Linked DNA regions of Bombyx mori: region 1 is linked to region 2. The links are chromatin contacts, called in public Hi-C maps. All regions are on one chromosome and are shown on one strand. The core of a region is the stretch at or near the end of the contact, and the rest is flanking DNA. Distances in the headings are between cores, read along the strand shown.

Region 1 (3,862 bases), core at 87-2,586, 48 kb after region 2:
TGACAATGAACTTTAAGAAAAGGAATAAAAGATTACTAGAAACGTCTCATTTCGCCTGATGGTTAGTGACACTAAATCCTGTTATCACGTGTTTGGGGTTCTATTTTTCCAAAATCTAATCCAAAAAATCGATATTTTTTTAAAACTATAATAATGCGTATCTCTTTGTTTAAGGTATTCGGTATGCAGGGATTTGTACTTGATACTTGATATTTGTTATTCTGGTAACCCGAACATAAAAGAAAACCTTAGCTCGAGTTTAACTAATGTGGATCGTTTTTTTTTTTTTACTGGTCATTCGTATCGATATTAATATCATAATAATATGTGCTCAGACCAGTACCTAATAAGCTCTTGAAGACTCGTTGACAACGTTAATGGAAAACGTCACAAAAATTTATTTGCGATACAAAAAAAAAAAAACGTTTTACCTATAAATTTTCGGATTCGTTTACGTTTCGATAAGTAGTAAAAACCTACGGTATATAATAGAAATTGGTACTATTTATTCAGTTGCATGCAACCTATTTTTTAAATTGGCTTCAAATCAATGTATTGAAAGCAAACCACATCCAGGCTCCATTTCGGGTTTTTTTATTTTTTAGATCCATAGTTTGTACTGCACTACGGATCATTTAGCACACATGTTAATAAATTATAATGATTTTATCACGATCGCTTCAAGCAACACAGGTTTTGTTGAATGTTAGTAGTAATAATATATTCTTAAAACATAACGTTTTACGCACAAATCATCTTATTAACTGTCTCTTGTGCTAATTAATACTTTAAGCTTCGAATCAAAATCGTTCAGATGTCAAATAATGGGAAAATTAATACAATTTATGACAACGTAACCTATTATAATGTAAATTTTGCAATTTGAATATAACGTTTATTCTTACCTTCGTCATCTTTTCCTCCTACGCCGAGCACGAAGGCACTTCTCAAGAGGTGACCCATTCTTCAAAATTAGCTTACTATGCTGAATTTGTGCAAATCTCAAGCGTACTCCTCTAATAATTGAATAATACTTTCTACATCTAAATACAACAGAATTTTTTTTATATAATATAATAAAAACAAAAATCTACGATCACTAAAAAGTTACATAGGATAAAGATATAAAAAATTGAACCATCGATAAAATTTACCGCCCGAGTCGGTATATAAGGCAAAGCGGCTACATCTCTGCTGCAAATTGTTAAAGAATTGCGCTTTCGTAATCGGAGAAAGCTAACGGATGTAGTTTGTGTCGTTACCGCTCTAAGAATGATATGAACCGTGCGCTAACCGAAATTATAGGTAGCGTTTGAAACACGAACAGAGGAGGTAATAGAGATAAGATAAAATAACTTAAAAATATATAATAATATGTGGCAACAATTTGCTGTTCAACGCTTCCTGACAGAATACCTTTACGAAACATAATAAGCTTGAACATTTGTATAAGGTTCAAGCAATGGAAAAAAATCTTATTTTCCGTCTTTTATTTTCAGTAAATGATTCTGAGCCCACGGTAATAAACATATTTTATTTAATTGATAGATATAAACCCACGGTCCACCTGTTATTACCAGTAAAATAGATAAACAGATTTAAATCTATCTCATTTTAAGAGTAAGCATTAACCTTTTAGAACAGCATCCGAATGAATAAATTCATATTACAATGTTAATTCAATCGATCAAAATGACTATTAATAAAAAATAAAAATAAATAAAAATAATCGCATCAAGATACTCCATTGCATTTTTATTCTGTGTAACCTAATGTTGACATAATCAAGGGTAAAGTGAGCTATCAGTCGTTGCGTGTGCGCAGAGAAGACGCGCGTGCAAATACGTTGTTATGATCTGCGATCGATCATCATTATACATGATCGCATGTATGTATTTTTATCGATATTTATATCTCTAAATTGAGATACAAAATAAAAACAACTCCTTTGTTCTTGTCACAAGGTTTCACAGTATTTCACAGCCTCTTAATATTGACTAATGTTCCTAAGACGCGGAAAACCTTTAAGTAGATAGGAATCATGTCTGAGGAGTAATATGTGATGTATATAATGTAGGAGTAATGTATTTTATACATAAAGCGATTTATAGATATATGAGGAGGATGAACAAGCTCACTGGTTACCTGGTGTTTAGAGCTTACAGGAAGTTCATAGATATCACTTTTTTTTTATTGCTTAGTTGGGTGGACGAGCTCACAGCCCACCTGGTGTTAAGTGGTTACTGGAGCCCATAGACTCTACAATGTAAATGCGCCACCCACCTTGAGATATAAGTTCTAAGGTCTCAAGTGTAGTTACAACGGCTGCCCCACCCTTCAAACCGAAACGCATTACTGCTTCGCGGCAGAAATAGGCAGGGTAGGCCTAGGGTACGCCACGTACATAGGTACGGTACGGTACGGTATGGACTCTCAAGAGGTCCTACCACCAGTAAGACAATGTGAATACTCTCACACATCTATGACACGACGTCGACATGAGATCGATATCTCGATACGAGTACACCAATCGTCCTATCTTTTAGGCAAGGATGACTTCAAAATTAGGTACATTGATAAAGTTCCTGTTTATGTATAAAAGTGAAAAATTTCCAGTACATGTCCTATAAATTTTATTGAAAAATATGAATTAAAAATAGTATAAAAAATAAGCCTTAATTACACAACCTTCTATGGCATGTAGGTATCTTCTACATCAATCTACCCGATAAATGTGTTTGCAATGTTATATAAAAGGACGTACGATAAACGATGGAAAATATTTATTTTCTTTGTTGTTGATTGCAAAATATTCATGTCTTCATAATGTACTATGGGTCGTAGAACTTAGATTACCTTCGATTACAGTTGCCGTGGTCTACGTTAGTAACCCCTTATCAGCTTTAACAGAATTGTAGCTATTTAGATAATTTCCGTTGTAAAATTTACAGTTTACAATACCTAAGCGTATGGTACTTAAAATTTGTCGATCCAATAAATAGCTTGTCTTTACTGGCTTAGTTATGGCGTTATAACTTATTTGTAAGTATTTAATTGTAATGTATAAGCATTGGGTTATTTGTAATAAATAAAAAACGTATTGGGTAAATAAATAGATTACGTGTACATAGTATTTATTGTGTGAAACTCAATGAGTAGAAATGTTCAAAGAAAAACGAGCAAGGCGCTTCTTAAATATTTATTTCAATCACATAATATTCAATTTATGCTCTACCAAATTGCGACGCTTCCAAATTTTCTGCGTAGATAGATATTTATCGTTTCATAAATGAGGATAGCAACGTTAAACCGAGTGTGAAATTATGGCAGGCGCTTTAAGGCGACGGCGTTGCCTGTCAAATTTGGGTCAATTTTCGAAACCTGCGGGATCCCTTAGGTCGATGCCCTTCCTTGATCTATAAATATCTGTCATTATTATGACATGACTGACTTATGGAAAACAGTGAAGAGTGTATAAAATAAAAAGTGCAATCTGTATAATCTATGAGTGCAACTGATTTATTTCGGTGGTGTTATGTAGGAAGGAATCCGTTTTTTTGTATAATTAATTAGTTTAAAAAAATTCATAGAGCTTTCTGAGTGGTTGATCATTGTTTATGCAAAAACCAACTTTGTCTACTATTTATTTCAATTTACGATGCATAACCAACATACGTCAGCAAAAAGGACTGCATTCGAAATACACTATAAATTGGGAATGACGCGTCCATTATAAAAAATCTATGGAAATGTATTAGAACTTCATAAGTATATTGTTTATAAGAAGGAACGCAATAATTATAGGTAATAATAACTCTGATACATGGCGGTGGTAAAAAGAAAATACCGTGATTATCTGAAA
Region 2 (3,890 bases), core at 52-2,551:
TGGCAAATATTTATTTAATATAACTTCAAGATTTGTTCAAGATTTCTGTGGATAGTTCGACTAGAACCTAAATACAGCGTCCTGGCTTTTGGCTGAGCCTTTCCTGTCCTGGTGAAACTGGCCACCAGTAATCCTTAAATCATAAAAAAAACCAAATACCGTGAATGTAGGTTGTGAATAAACGAGAGTTGGTACAACAATACCGCTTATTTTGGCCGCAAAGCATTAATTTATTCATCAGGCATAGACAAAGCTGCATTTACGAAGCAAAACAATTTTTAAAATTCTTAGGAACAAGATAATTATTGTAAATTAGTGCGATATCTTATATTGTGGTTTCAAGAGTTATTAAAATAAAAAGACTTTGACCTCATGATTCAAGGTAGGCTGGGGCATCACGTATTATCCGATATATCTGACCATGCTGATAAAAAAAAACTATTGAATAACCAAATCTTGTATTACATTATTCCGAAACTATTATAACATCCAATAACTTATGATTTATTTCGGAGTTTTATTTTTCATTGAAAATTCAAAACTACGATTGTTTGCCAACACAAATGGGAATTGTTACATTTTTGTAATGCAAGCTTAATAAGATTTTACATGAATTTTGACGAATTTAGAAAATATTTACTTAAGAAATTTATAAATTACAGGGGGCATCTTCTGGAGTCTATTCATTTAAAAGTTGCATTGTTCAAGTCAAAGTTATTATTATACAGAAAAAAAAAACGAATCAGTATTTATAAATTGAATAAGGTGCACATGTTTTCTGCAGTTTATCAACAATGTTGTTTACAATAACTATTATTTGAGTATTTTAATGGATCAACTACTATTTCGTGCTTTATCATGTGTGTATTAGTCCTTCAGAATTGAACTATTGCATAAGTTTCGAACAATTAAAATGTATCTATTGTGAAGCGACTGTCTTGTTTGAATACTTTGTTCTTATGTCGTATTGTTTTTCTTAAAAGGGTTAATCTTCCTTTTGAAGAGAGCTGTGTCACACCGGTAGCTATTCGTTATCAAAGAAATAAAACGGATGCTTTAAAATCCACAAAATTGGTAACCTTGATAAAATTAAATAATGTTTTTGGTGTTCTTTATTATATCTTTATTATGGTCACGCAATATATGAAGCTTAGATGCAATTATCAGAAGTGGTGACTGATTTTTATTTTTAAAACTAAATACAGATAGAGGAGCCCTCTTTTGCGAACAATATTCTGTGGTCGTCGTCATTTCAATAAATTCATTTGACAGTGGGTTTTAGGCACCGTTGTAATCGTTAATGATTCACCCATGTATGCACCTTCCTTAAACTTTTTGCACCGAAACCGGACAAAACTGGCTTCGATCTTAAGGTGTGTCATAATATTCTTTTATAATCAATAAATTTTATCATGTGCCACTCAATACGGATGTTAAAAAATATCGATTCACAACTAACCTGTTTTTCTACTCCTTGACAAGAATAATTTACACCGGTCCGATTTCAAATATCACGGCACCAGAAAAAAAAAACACTCAAAACTTATCCAAGTTAATCACGAAACTTCAACTCGGTAGCTCGACTACTCTTCGAACTGTGACGTCAGGCAACAACTTAAATACTGTTTGTTATCAGTTGCATTGATAATGAGGAAAATAATAACGAACGAACGTCTGTTGCAGCGTACAGTCTACGTATGTATGGAGGTGTGTGGCGTGCCAGCACTAATATAACGCCATATGTTTGACGGCAGGCGGTATTGTCGAGGTGACGTATGCGAGACGCGAAACTCACGACTCTGTTGGAATACTAGAAATTATTTTCAACAAAGACATTTTAACTATAGTCATGTTTTCTTTAGCTATCAATATTATTCAAGATCGCAATAATTTTATCAGCAACTCAGTTGTTACTTCTTTGCAATAAGTTTTTTATTTATTGCTTAGATGGGTGGTTAAGTGGTTACTGGAGCCCATAGACATCTACAACGTTAATGCGCCAACCACCTCGAGATATAAGTTCTAAGGTCTCAGTATAGTTACAACGGCTGCCCCACCCTTCAAACCGAAACGCATTACTGCTTCACGGCAGAAATAGGCAGGGTGGTGGTACCCATCCGCGTGGACTCACAATAGGTCCTACCACCAGTAAAGTGCTTAAGGACAACCTAAATCAACGTCTTAATCTACAATTTATGTACTTTGTAAGCTACGTCATTAACAAGTAATTTCGAATGGTCTTTCCGTAAAATCGCTGCTGCCAATCGTCGTGAGGAAAATCTCGGTTACCGCGTATCTAACAGTTAATCTCTAAGAAGCCTGACGTATCGGAGATGCTTATCTTTTTTTGTTAAAAAAAAACCGCTGTTTCCCGAGAACGATGAGCAGAATACGCAGAAGTTTGTGCAATATTAATTGTGCTGTATGTAATGTATCATTGTAAACCTAGTTAGAATTTCCAAAAACATTAGTTTGCTTCTTTTTCGCTAACATGTTTTATTTGAATAGCATTGTAACAAATACTTTTAAAGTTCTAGAACACAATTTACATAATTTATAGTTTAACCAAAGAATTTGATGCTTTAATTTTACATTTTCTTTTCGACATGCGAGATATATTAATTAGTCCGTATTATTTTGATTAAAAAAAAGTATACGGTCTTAAAATGTTAAAAATATACCAACAAATATTCCAGGCTTATATCGTTCGTGCGAGAAGTCACGTACGTTGCTCTAGTATTTAAAACGTTACTAATAGAAAGATTTTCTTGAAGTCAATGAACAATATATACGTTATCTCAGATCTAGAGTATTCCGTCGAGTTATTGTTTTATACGATCCTTGTTTAATTTTGATCGTTTCTATTCTTCGGCGTTAATGTAATCTAATCACTGTCATAAAAGAGATTTTAGACTGATATTTAATGTTGTGAAATAAATGTTTGTTGTTTTTCAAAAAAGTTTTAGTAATTAATACTATTTTAATTTTTGACACAAGCTATTTTCCAACAATAATCTTTTTTTAAATAGGATTTTGTTTTTCAATGGCATGATACATTTGCAGTTTTGATAAAAACCACAACGTATTTCGCCGCATTGAGACGGTCAATGTCATATCAGTTGACATGGACAAGGCATGTCAATCTGAAAGCGAAACTATTTTTGGCAATTCGATTATAACTTACTAATTTATTAGATTATAATATATTCTCAAAATTTAAAAGTCACCATACCGAAATAAAAATTCACCCACGATCTCAAAAAGTTTCACGACGTATGTATATGTACAGAATTAACGATAATATGCTAAGTATTCAATTTAAAATGTACAAATGCGGTTTTGCTAATATTTTAGCGTTAATTCAGATGCCGTGGCAACGAGAGTAGTAAGAATATTTTCTTGTGTTAATACACAAGACACACCTTCAGTTGAGAGCTATTTTTGTCTGCGCTAATAATATCCATAAAGTTCCATTACTTGAGAAGCTAAAATCTTCTTAGGGTATTTCCATTCTCTTTAATTTCAAATTTGTAACCAATCGAGAACAACTTGATAAAAAAAGTTTTAGACAAATACATATAAAAATAAAATTTTAATTTCAATCAGAACCTTGTAAACGTTATGAGAATTGCTACAAGATGATTTTTATATATTAATTAGATTTGTAGCTTGTAGGAATTAGTACACAGAGCAGAAATAATTATAAGAGTAATTAGGAAAAATGGAGGGGAAAATCCATTGTTCTGTTTCGGGCATAGGGTTGTTCTGATGACCCAGTTCTTTCTGAGGTACACGAATTACTGCTCATAAGAAAAAAAAGTTTTATTATATAGCTTTTCGTTCCTTTTTGAGTACAAAAATGCTATCTACTCGTTTCATTCTATTGTCTT

Evidence for each region. A called contact is a pair of places that touch in the nucleus more often than the background predicts.
Region 1: a contact with region 2 is called in a Hi-C map of middle silk gland, with 1.9 times the contacts expected there. The contact joins the promoter of LOC101740157 here to the enhancer-like site in region 2. A contact is called at or near these places in 2 of 7 Hi-C or Micro-C datasets (middle silk gland and whole pupa).

What each region holds. Positions count from the first base shown.
Region 1 is chr8:9,599,091-9,602,952 of ASM3026992v2, forward strand. It overlaps LOC101740157, which reads right to left and starts at 1,337. Exons shown (of 3, transcript XM_004932097.4): 1 at 906-1,337. The coding sequence starts at 963.
Region 2 is chr8:9,551,535-9,555,424 of ASM3026992v2, forward strand. The region is part of intron 1 of LOC101740157; the gene reads right to left. Among protein-coding and RNA genes, the nearest start is that of Mir2840, 2.7 kb to the right of the region's middle. Within about 2 kb of position 1,302, at least 2 of the 8 cell types and tissues checked have open chromatin away from gene starts, as enhancers often do.